2 separate regions of the Columba livia genome follow, and region 1 is linked to region 2. A link is a contact called in public Hi-C data. All regions are on one chromosome and are shown on one strand. The core of a region is the stretch at or near the end of the contact, and the rest is flanking DNA. Distances in the headings are between cores, read along the strand shown. Region 1 overlaps RARB (retinoic acid receptor beta). Region 2 overlaps RARB (retinoic acid receptor beta).

Evidence for each region. A called contact is a pair of places that touch in the nucleus more often than the background predicts.
Region 1: a Hi-C map of liver shows a contact between it and region 2, with 1.9 times the contacts expected there. The contact joins two enhancer-like sites.

What each region holds. Positions count from the first base shown.
Region 1 is chr2:41,799,165-41,805,514 of bColLiv1.pat.W.v2, forward strand. It overlaps RARB (retinoic acid receptor beta), which reads left to right. Exons shown (of 11, transcript XM_065051588.1): 8 at 509-685. Among named protein-coding and RNA genes, the nearest start is that of TOP2B, 74 kb to the right of the region's middle. Within about 2 kb of position 3,802, at least 2 of the 3 cell types and tissues checked have an H3K27ac peak away from gene starts, as active enhancers do.
Region 2 is chr2:41,525,051-41,530,998 of bColLiv1.pat.W.v2, forward strand. All of the region lies in intron 2 of RARB (retinoic acid receptor beta), which reads left to right. Among named protein-coding and RNA genes, the nearest start is that of RARB, 46 kb to the left of the region's middle. Within about 2 kb of position 1,506, at least 2 of the 3 cell types and tissues checked have an H3K27ac peak away from gene starts, as active enhancers do.

The DNA.
Region 1 (6,350 bases), core at 2,552-5,051, 280 kb after region 2:
TGTGAGACTGTAGCTTGAGAATGCTGTAAAACTCTTGCAGAGACACAGAGCAGATAAATTAAGTAGAACTAATTTGCTAAGACCTTAAGTATGTGAAACTGTGTTCCAAATATTGTGCTGCGTTTTCCAGATGGGGACCCGATATTCTTGTTCCACTGTTCATTTTTATTTTCTGGGGCACAACTGTAAATTGTCTGTCTCAATGCACTTATTATATAATGGCAAGGAAGAATAATGATAGTGGCATTTGGAAATGTTTAAGTTAATTTGTATTCCTTGTACAGATGGCCTCTGCAATCGTAAGTAGCAGAGAAATATCCAAGGAATTTTCAGACGATTAATCCAAGTTAAAAACCAGCATCATCCCAACAGCAAGCTGCAGAAAATGCCTGGAATGTTAATAGAAAGTACTTCTGGAAGGAATACTCGGTTGTTGTTTCTTTCCCTTATAAACCATTTACTGAAAGGGACATTGTTGATTTATGGTGCCTTCTGTCTGTCTTGCCAGAACTCCAGCGCAGATCATCGGGTTCGACTGGACCTCGGGCTTTGGGACAAATTCAGTGAACTTGCAACAAAGTGCATTATTAAAATAGTGGAATTTGCAAAGCGATTGCCGGGCTTTACGAGTTTGACCATTGCAGACCAGATCACTCTACTCAAAGCAGCCTGCCTGGATATACTGGTATGTATTTTTAACATCATTGTTATGCTACTAATTTATTTTCTGTTGCTTTTTCTACTGTAATTGACAGTGAGAAGGGGTCAAGTACTGGCCCAGCCTTATGGTTGCAAACGTGAGCTTACTGGGTAGTCTGGTACAGTCGCAAGTGGACTCGAGTGCGTCTACAGGTGTGTGTTAAATGGGATGAGCATACTTTTCAAAATAAGTCCTTATCGATTGTGGATTTCAGTATAGTTGCAAGAAGGGCACATTTTGATATTGAGGCACCAACCAGCTTTGGAAAAATTTCCTTATTGTTAATGCTGAAGAGGGATCTGATTCTCTCTCTTCCCTCCAAATCATAACGCTCTGTATAGAGGATACGTAGAAAGACATTCCGCTGTGTAACATTTTAGGAATGTGCTGTACCTGTGGTCATGAGGTAATCAGAGGAACAAGACCCGGATCTTCAGGGTGGGGATTTTGCAGGTTGTAGAGGGGAACCTGGAGTACGTGGAGCCCGGGTCCTCCTGCTCTCACCAGCGCTGCAGGCACCTGTGGAAATTGATGCTGTAACAGACTCTGTAGAGATTTTAGCTAAATGTCATTTAATTTTAAACAGACAAGCATACAACCCGTAGATGAGCTTGGAGTTTTGCTCCAGACCTTGCCACTATGTCAAGGCAAGCTGCCTTCCCTCCCTTTGTCTCCGGTTGTTCCTGTCACGCTGACCTTCAGAGGAACCCTGTGGGATCTCAGCATTTCTTTATCAAGACCTTAGAGGTCTTCAGGCTTTTAGTTGCAAACATGTTTCTTATTCTTGGTCATAACAATAACTTTCAGTAAAACGGTATTTTCAGCATGTTTTAAACATATTTTAAATGTTTTCCTCTGAGCACAAAGCTTCAGGTATTCATTGGGCCAAGCATGGCCAAGCAGTGCGTAGGATGGCTACTGTAGATATATTCTTTCGTGTGACACAGGAGTTTAAACTGGGGAAACTGAAGTTGAAGTAATTAATCTTGGAATTTCTGAAAGCGCATTGCTTCAAACAGGATCATATTGAGGAGGATGTTAACTGCTGTGACCTTTTCCTCTTGTTCTGTCGAAACTGTTTTGAAGAATTGCTTCTAGAGGACATGGGTGAAGGAGGAAGAGGGGCGGGAGTGGGGAAGGATTATCGTTCTCCAGCCTAGAAAAAAAGGGAAGGCTGGGGGTGCCTTGTCGTGCTCAACATTTGCCTCTCGTTGTCCCCTTCTTCCAGGCGCTTATTCAGACTTGACCACCTCATTGTTACTGTGTGTGGTCCCTCCATGGGGCAGTTGCCAGATGAGAAAAAGAATATTAATAGTGAAGCAGATGGTAAATTGTGATTTTATTTCAACTAATTAACGGATAGAAAGGGTTAATTCTTTAATGCAATTCACCACTTTTACTTTGTGGCCATGTGGCAACCTTCAAGCTCTAGTTATAAACTTTATTGAGACCTGTCATTCCTGGTCATCTGCTCATTCTCTGTGTTTTTCCTGAAGCCAGAGAAGGTGACTCATCTGAGTGAGGAGGGCGCAGTGAGTGCCATGGATGCCCGCAGCACAGAGGAGCTGAAGCTTTTCTAAAGCCAGCAGCAGATAAAAAATGGTTCCTGCAAAGACTGTGAAGATTCTGGAGCACAAGTCTTTGAGTAGCAGCTGAGGGAACTGGGGCTGTTTAGCCTGGAGAAAACGAGGCTGAGGGGAGACCTTATCACTGTCTACAGCTACCTGAAAGGAGGTTGTAGCATGGAGGGTGGTGGTCTCTTCTCCCAAGTACCAAATGATAGGACAAGAGGAAATGGCCTCAAGTTGTGCCAGGGGAGGTTTAGATTGGATATGAGGAAAAATTTCTTCACAGAAGGGCTGTCAGGCATTGGGACAGGACACCCAGGGAAGTGGTGGAGTCACCATCCCCGGAGGTTTAAAAGACACGTAGATGAGGTTCTTAGAGACATGGTTTAGTGGTGGACTTGGCAGTGTTAGGTTAACTGTTGGACTCAGTGATCTTGAAGGTCTTTTACAACGAAAATGATTCTGTGGTTCTGTGAGAGTCCTAACTTTCCTGCGCGACATTTACACAAGCTTTATACGACTATTTTATGTGCTGCTTAAAAAGAAAAAGGGATAATTACCATGAGCACTGTAACGCGTAGCGCGTGCACTGTCTGTAAAATGCCCATATCCATTAAACCCACATCACCTGCACATAATCGGAATTGCAGTGCAGCTCTGTATCTTTATTTAAGCTATGTTTCAGTACTTGGAGCAGTGTTTTAATAGCGCATGTTACTCCCCCTTCCCAGCAAGCTGCTTCTCCTAATTACGAGGAGCATTTTGAGCGTTTGATTTTGTGCATTGAGACGTGGAGTGAGCACCATTCCCTCCCCACCTGCCCGAGCCCCCAGTGCCTGCCCGTCATGTGCTGTGAGGCCGTGAGCCTCGCCGATGTCCAGCCAGGATCCCGCCACTGTGCCGTCCCCTGGACCTGTGGCCAGAGCCATAGAATGTGGGAGGATCAGCGTGGGGCTCCCAGAGCAGCCAGGTGGGGTGGCTGGGGTCCCCCTGGTGCATTGCCCACCCGGCAGCGCTGTCTCTGGGCCTTGGGGAGCCGTAAGCATTTGTAGACCCTTCCCAAGGGCTTTGCTCAGTTGGTTCCTGAAACCATGGATGCTTAAACCCTCCGTAAACAGGCTGACAGAGGAAATGGTGCCAGGAGCTCAGTAAACTCCGCTGGGTATGAGCCAGAGAATTGTTTTATATACAAACAAGCAAAATCTCTGGAAGGGAAATAACATCAAGCCTTGCAAGGCGCCAATTGAGGATGGTGGAATTTATATCTGCTCTGGTGCCAAAAGTTTCAGGGATAAATATTACTAAAATTCAGTCAGTAACCCTCATAAAAGCAAGTGCTGCTGGTGTGCTGGCCCGGCAGTGCTTGAGCATCCCCAGCCTCACGGAGCTCTAGCAAAATGAATGTGGAAAGAGTCCAGAGTCCAGCCTGTCTTAAATCCAATGGATAAAAACCTGAGAAGTCCTTGAATGCTAACCCTTAATAATGCCATTTTTTGCTTGCTCTTGTAAATCCCTGTGTCTTAATGCTAGGAAGGCATTTGCGTGAGTGGAACAACCTGTGTTGATGGGATATGGCAGCGCTGTGGAGGTTCGTTCATTATTTCAGAGTCACCTGCTTGGGTTTCTCCTCTGGGGAAGCCGTCCCAGCCAGCTAAGGCAGCTCACCCCGAACAACAGGATTTCTTATAAAAAAACCAGCTTGCCTTAACTAATCTGTTTAAAATGAGTAACAATTCTATGGTAGCAACAGTTTTATAAATGCAGCTTACTGGATGGTTCTGGTTTTGTGCAACCTGCGGGGTTTTTGCCTTGCGATTTGTAACTGGCTTATATGAACCCCAGGTGCTTTAAGATATAAATATTCCTTAAAACAAAGGGTCCTTTAGTTGTGGGCAGGAACCTTATTTATGGCTGCAAGTGGCATTTAAGAGCAGAGTGACAACTGAAATACTTGGCTTGGTTACAGAATCTAAACACCACTGAGGACATTAGGAGGATGTCTTCTAGACAGCAGTTCAGTTTAAAATGGAGAAAGATACTGTGATTTCTTATTTTGAAGTGGTGACATTTCCCATATGTTCTTCAGTGAATATGAGCTTGGAATCAGCTTCACTTTGACACTGGAAGTTTGCCCAAGAAAGGTTTAGCAGCGAAATCAGCAATATCCATGGTGTTCCGCAGATCTTGCTGAAGGACACAAATTAAATAGTAATAAAAAAAAATTCAAATGCTCTGTCTCAGAGTTTAATAGCAGCGTGTTGTGCGAGAATGTCGGAGGAATGCAGGAGCAACCTGAGCCCTGACGGCTGCAGTCAGGCTGAGCGCTTTGCAGAAAACACGCGGTTGAGCTTCATCTGTGCCCGTGCCCAGTAGAGCCCCCGCGGGCTCCTCCAGCTCAGGGCTGGTGCAGCACTGAGGCACGAAGCCTCAAGTTGTCTCCATTGTGCAAAAAGCTGTCCCAGTTGCTGCCTAAGCCTGGAAGTAGCTAAACTCCATGGGACCTTTATGTTTCAATTATAAATCTTGCAAGGCTGCTGGAAGTGTCCTTCCGTGCACGCCCACAGGGGCTCTGGGTTGAGTAACTTAACCCCAAATTCATTCGGCCTCCACGTGGTTTGGGATAACCGCCCCAGGGCACCCCAGACCCTCTGGGCTGGGCGTCTCTGTGCAACCTGGCGCAGCCTGCGGGAAACACCACGGCATGGCCCAATTTAGCTCCGAGTCCTGCTCTGCTAATTTGTTGGGTTGGGAGTCCTGGGGGTGTGGAGGGAAGAACTCTCATTACTAAGGCTCAGCAATTAAAATAGCACCAGATTAAAAAGGGATGCAGTTCTCCCAAGCTGAGCTAAGGGAAAATCACTTAAGCACCGCTTAAGAAGTACAGAGCCTTGTTCCTCCAAAAGCTGGATACCTTGTCATCGTAGCTGCTGTCTGTGCAGGCTTGAGACGGGAAGAGTTGCACTCCAGACTGTCTTCCATGCCATTAGAGAAGGAAACCAAGTGACTCTTGGGTTTCTCAATAAATATGTAAAGTTTTCAAACCTTGGTTTTCTTGAAACCAACAAACTCTGCATGTTTTTCTCCTTTCTATACAGTCCTTTAAATGATTTTAAAGGATAACCAACAGCAAACTTTAGGGGATAGAAATGCCTGTGGTTACTGGCAGTGCAGAGTATGGTAAACATGCTGTCTCTTGCTGACAGGGTGCCATGCTTTATAATGTTGATTTCTGCTAATAATGATAAAATACAGTTTGGCTGTTACACAAAACCTTTGGAGTTACTAGCAGCCTTTTAAGATCACTTACATTAGTGGGGAATTGGTGGTCAGTGAAGAATTTGAGTGCTGTGCTTTTGTATTTGTGTCTTTCTTGGTTATTGATTCAATTACTTTCAAGAGCTTACTCTAATGTAGGGGTAGGGGAACGATGTGAAACACGCCTGTCCAACCACATAGAGTCTCAGCGCTTCAACATATACCCACAATGCGAGATAAGATTATTGCTGAGATAGAAAACAGTTGAAGAGCCTTCTGCAGAAATACACCCTATTTAGTCTCTTACCAAGGAATTTAAGAAGAGAAATTAAAAATTCCTTGTAGGTCTCTTACATGCCATGTCCTCCTCGTTCTCCTCTCTGTGTATTTGGAGCAGTGTTGCCAGGGAAAGATGAAAGTGGGAGCCCAGGCTGGTCAGCTGCCAAGTGTCGGGGCCTCTGACTCAGAGCTTCGGCAGCTATAGGAATAATTAAAATTCTCCCTGTGCTCGCTCACATTCATGTAAATCTTTTTTTTTTGTTGAATCTTTAATACAAAGTAGGATGTCTGTATGGGACATATATACAGTCAAGCCATGAAAAAATATGGCTCAGCTAATCAGCTAGACCTCTGCAAGGTTTGGTTTTATTTTAGTTTAGGGATAGGCCTTCTCCCACCTCTGATTATTTTAAACATTAAACAGAAGTATTTCACGATGATGGACATCTCTTTTATTTGATCCTTAAGGCAGCGTTCATTCGTAGCAGCTGTACAAATGAGCCTGTGCTGTGCGGAGTCTGTGGTGGGACACATGCTGGGTTTGCTCT
Region 2 (5,948 bases), core at 256-2,755:
TTATGTAAAACATATGCATATTAAATGCAATGTGACTATATTTTGCCTTTTCTGAAGTAATTTAGAATAAATAAAAGCACTTGCAACTGAACAGTTGAATGTTCTGGTGGAGGAGAACCAGAAAGCATGTTATTGTGAAAAATGCATGATAGTGATTGAACCTTGTGCATCCCTTACCTCAGTGGGTTACTTGTTTAGTTTAAAAGGTCAAATAAATTAAAAAGACAAATTAATGTTAACATGTTGATGAACTACTTACTGACTTTAATTGTAACTGTAAAAACAGATACCCCAAGGCAGATTTAAGCAGCAGCAACTAACATTGTTATGATAGCCTCAGGAAGCAAGTGTAACAGACAGGATGTTTTGTAATAAAACTGTAAAACAATTAAAATAGCAGCACAAAGCATGCTGCTTTTTAGCCTGTCCAGAGGAAAGGGCTGTGAAGGGAGTGTCAGCCAGTCACAGCATCACAGTTGTTATAAATTGCCATCTACTTTTGGAAGGGGCAAAAGATGGATAACAAAGTCGACAAGTAAATACATGCTACATAAATATGCATAAATCCATTACCATCTGCCACATTGTCCAATTTGACTGGGTTGTCTTTCTGTGTCTACCACATAAATCAGTTTAAAGCAGTTTCCCTCAAGCAATATTTTCTGTAATGAATGGGTGAAAGATCTACATTCTTGGGTTGTGACTGTAGTTCTGGTATATAATATAGAAAATACCATATCTACCATTTTATCAAAAAAATAAAGCTGTAGTCAAAAGATTTATTCAACTGTGCAGCTACTAAACTTTGCATTAGTCTTTGGAAGCCAAGCCAGGAAGTTAAATTATCAGGCTTTTTGCTTGGCTAGGAATTTTTAGTGGTTTGTTTTATACAATCTCTACTGCAGACAGTAAGTAAAGATTAGAAATACCAGTCTGTAAATGTACTGCGTTTGTATCCCAGCATTATTATAATCTTAAATAATAATTTTTCATAAAGTTTCATTCCTTGCTTGGTAAGAAAACATAGCTCATAGTGCTGCTGTTTATTCTTTGTGTCATCGCTGTTATATGTCTCAGTTTAGGTCCAAGTAATTTTATTTTTCTGTCCTGTGTATGTATAGCACACTTGCATTTAATCTTCTGTCCAGATGTGGCCTCTGTCTCTTTAGATTCAGTTTGTACAGTTTTCCTACATCCTGTTCTGGATTTCTCCTAATAGCTATGACTGTAGAATCACTGTGCTCTGCTCTGTGTTCATCTGGCCTTCGTTTCTTTTACACAGAGGCAGCTTTACACTGTTCTGGCAATGAAAAGGGGCCCCAGTGAGAATGGGACTCAAGACCCAGCTGGCTTGTCTTATTTTTTATGACTTACCGAGTAGGTTGCACCAGGATAGATAAAAGCTGTTTGTTTATTTTATTTTTTTTAATGCAAGAAGAAAGTATTAAAATTTCTTTGTTTGCTTGTTTATTTGTGGATTAAGTCTCTAAAATAAAAATTGTGAGTCTTTTTTATGTGCACTTATGGTTGGTTTTTGGTTGGTTTTGGTTGGCTTCTTTTCTACTCCCTTCCCAGTTTAGAGATTTGTAATTACTACTGGAAGAATTTATAGTCCTTTGATTAAGAGTATGTGTTAAGACTTTACATCAAGATATTCTTTCTGGTGAGAGGTTTTACTCTTAAAATGCTCATTTGTGTTGGAAATAGGCAAATTTGGGTTTTCATTGGCATTCTTACACAGAAACTGGCCTGTGTTTGTATATGAAACAATCTGATAACCTATCTTCTCTCTGCAAATATTTGCCTCTGGTAAGCGAAAGGTCAGAAATCTAAAATGTCTGTCAGGATACTTCTGTGGAGATTTGTAAATCACTTAAGTATTTTTAAATCTATATAGTTAGGTGTCCTTTAGTAGGTATAGAAATCTAACTTTGGATTTCTGTTTTTTAAGAATCACAGGTTTGCGTTGTATGAAAGTTCCAATAATTTTACTAGTGTGTTGCATGTCAAAGTAATTTATAAGTAGTACTGAAATAATTTTTTTTTATATGGTAAACATTTTGTAGTGTTAGGAAAATAGCTTCTATCCAAAACACATCTTCACCCCTTAATGTAGCAGAAAATTTACATTAAAACTACAAATGAATCCGCTTGGGAAAAAGTGTGCAAGAGTGGGATTCGGTTTCACTTCAAATTAGCTGTCTAAAAATTAAGCATCATATATATGCTAGTTGTCCAGCCTTTCAGCTCAGTCATGGAAGCAAAGGAGCCCTATAGAGAAGAAGTCAACTCATCTAAAGAAAAGTGTCCAATAAAGGTGAGGTACATTTCCCTTGGGAGGGCAGGCTGGATGTGTTGGCTGGGGAGGGAACCTACACTTTCTGGCTAACTTGTAGTTTTCTAGGGCTGAATTGAGTGAATCCCATCCTAAATTATATGAGCTTCAATATTTCACAGAATCACAGTATCACAGTATGTTTGGGATTGGAAGGGACCTCGAAAGATCATCTAGTCCAATCCCCCTGCTGGAGCAGGAACACCTAGATGAGGTTACACAGGAAGGTGTCCAGGCAGGTTTTGAATGTCTCCAGAGTAGGAGACTCCACAACCCCCCATGGCAGCCTGTTCCAGTGCTCTGTCACCCTCACTGAGAAGAAGTTTCTTCTCAAATTTAAGTGGAACCTTTTGTGTTCCAGTTTGTACCCATTACCCCGTGTCCTATCATTGGTTGAATACATATTTTTTGGGTGTAGCAGTGCATAATGTGATACTTTTTGTACCTCATTAATTATAAATAAAATCTAGATTTTTAATTAAAGTATTATCCTACAGTATGCTAATTTTCAGGCGGGTTTTGTACAGCTGCAATATGATTGAAAGTAAAGGGTCCTTTAAAAAAAAGACAAAACCCCCACCTATTTGCACATCTTAAGTTTTCGTATCTTCCTCATTGACCGATACATCAAATAATAGACGAAAGTATAAAGGTTTGTTTGAGAAAGTCCCTTTTCCAATCTAAACCTACTCTTCCATCAGTTCTGCCTGTTGGCTGCTTTCCTTTGAGCGCATTTCGTGTGTGTTCGGAGGACAGAAGATAGTCTGGCAAATACATATCAAGGCAGGAAACCTTCTATTTCCAGATCTGCCCAGGCTTCCTGTACGACTGAGGAACTGATCCTGCTAACCGGAGCTGGAAAAAAGGGAGGAGGGAAAACAAAACAAAAACCAACAACTCGTTTTCATTTCTTAAGTTTTTAATGCAGTATTTTTGCCACCAGTTGTCTTGTTTGTGAGATCTAATGCTTACCTGACTAGCAGGATTTTAAGAAGGAGGATTTTCTGACCAGCCTCAGGTTCTCTCCTGCAGGATGCTGTATGCGTGTACAAAATAGCTTTTAACTGTTACTGCACTATTAATCCTCAAGCAAGACTCAAGGAAATTTGTGCAGGGTACCAGCCTCTGAAATGATCTTGCTACCTGGCCTTGATAACGAAGTAAAGAGATGAAACCCTCTTTAGAAATTAGGTAATTCGTTATTATTTTCGAGCAGCGGTGGCAGGAAATGGGAAGAAAACAGTTGCTGTGAAAACAATTTGAATGTTACTCAAGACAAATAAAAGACTGAGGCGGTGGCTGACCTCTCCTGACAAACAGCTGGAGCCAAAAATGGCCATGGAGTTGTCGCTTAAGGACTTAATGGAGGAGATCTTTCAAATCAAAGAAACAGTAAACAAGGTAGATGGAGCTTTTACAGAGGTTAAAATTGAGATAGCTCAAATGAAAGCCAGGCAAAATGAAATTAAAGAAAAGGTGAATCAACAGCTCCGCGTGTGTGAAGATGAATTGCTTACGTTAAAAGAGACTTCTAATCAAATCAGGTTTCTGGAATGATCTTTGAAGAATCAGGAGCATAAAAGGAGGAAAATCGAATTTGAGACTGGGTACCTAGAAAAGGCTTGAAGGGCATCACCCAGGGGGAGGTTTTGAAAATATTGCTCTGGAGCTGATAAAAGTGAACACTGAGTGAGGCCTCTGAAGTGGAAAGGTTACACCTGAGCATCCTCCCGGGTCCCCGGTAGACGTCAGCCCCTCGTATCGGAAATGTTGGGCTCGGCTTGCGTATAGCAGATGATAGCGATAAAGCTTCCTGCTGTTAGTTTTTTCAGATCACTCTCACTAGTCCTTAGCTGGGCGCAGGCTATCTGCCACTGACGGTTTTACAGCCTCCCTGGATGTGGGGCCTGATTTATGGCACCCTGGTGTAAATGGGGGTAGGTTATTGCATGACAATACGGCAATAACGGGATGAACCAGTCAGACTGTCCGTGGGCTCAGGGAGGCACCTTGTCCCACCACGAACAAATGCAAAGACCTTGTATTTTGCAAAACTGTGCTCACTTCTAAAATGCTGTGACCTATTTAGGAATTATTGTGGTAGGCTAGATTAGCTATATGTTGTTTTGAGAAATACTGGAAGAGATTATCCAGGAGGATATTCTTCTAGTAGTTCCCCATTTTGGTACTGATTCTCCCTGTGTGGTGAAATATGGAGCAGACAAGGAAGAATGAGTGTCTGTGGTGCCTGATTATTCACTGATGGGACCCTGCATCAGTAAAAAGATTAGGGATACTCTTGATGGTTAAGCTGGGATTGCGGTCAGGCAGCTAAACGTAACATGAGTTTCCTCTAGAGTTGAGCCTCAGTTGCTTAGTTTGTGACTAAGTAGGACAAATAGAAAAAAATAAGAAAGAAAACAATAACTCCTTGCAACTCTGCAGAAGAGAAACCTGTTTGAAATACCTAGGAAAGAAGATGGTGGGGTGAAAACTTAAAATCAAGGTGAAAATAAGTCTGCATCAGTGGTGTTGCTTGTCTTAAACTAACCACCAGTTGCCACCCTATTAAGGATACCTTAATGAGAACGGTAGAGTAGTTCAGCTTAATGCTAGTAATTTGTTTGTCCTAGGTGATTTCTGAATGTATGCAGAAATGATCATTATTCCTTTTATGACTCATTTCCTTTTTAATATTTTCTCAATTTTTTTTCTGGCATTTACAGCAGTGATTTTTTTCTTACTATTCTGCCAGTTTCAGCTAAAGTGAGTGAATTGATTTAGAAAACAGTAAGTAGTGATTCAGACTTCCAGTCACAGTAATAAAAATGTTTTGTTAACTTGTTTTTCGTTTTTGTTTTAATCTTTGCTCTTAATGATTCATGTAGAAATATCTATCACAGACTCTCCTGTATAAAATCTCTAACCGTCTAATTTTTAGATTTTTTTTTTAATTTTCTTTTTTCAGCCCAGCAATAGCAAACAAATATTGCACACACAAATCAGAAGTTTGGTTTGACTGCAGTTTTCGGGTGCTGACATGTATAAAACATTCCAGTTTCTTGATGCTGACTAGTCACGGGCAGCTAGGTTGGGATCTTGGGCAAGGTAAGTATTTTTGCCATTGAGAAGAGAAAGTGCTCAGGTGGCAAGGAATGCTGAACAGTGCTGGAGACAAAGGAGCAAGCTCTGAGCTGGTACTTTCCCTGTTTCATGGGCTTTTTGGCTCGCTAGTGTATCTTCCTACAAACTAGTCAGAATAATGAGACTGGTTAGTGCCATTGTTGAACATGATCCTAATGAGAAGGATTTTTCCCACTGGATCAAACTGAAAGTGTAGCTTGGGGATTTAACAGTTGGGAGATCCGTTGTTAGCAGATGTGCCGATCTGAATAGCTGAGTGAGAGCTTACTCCTTATTTACAGAAACCCAGTCAGTCAGTTTGGTTAAAATAAAGGTTGTAAATGTCTTTTCCTGGAGATTCTGAATTGCATTGTTAGTGGACTGATGTGTTGTGTAGCAATGGTCTCAAAGAATTTGAGCGAGACATCAGAACTTTCCTTTCAGCATCATCTTGTAAGAAGGTAGCTCTGAAGGTGAACTGTAGTGAATT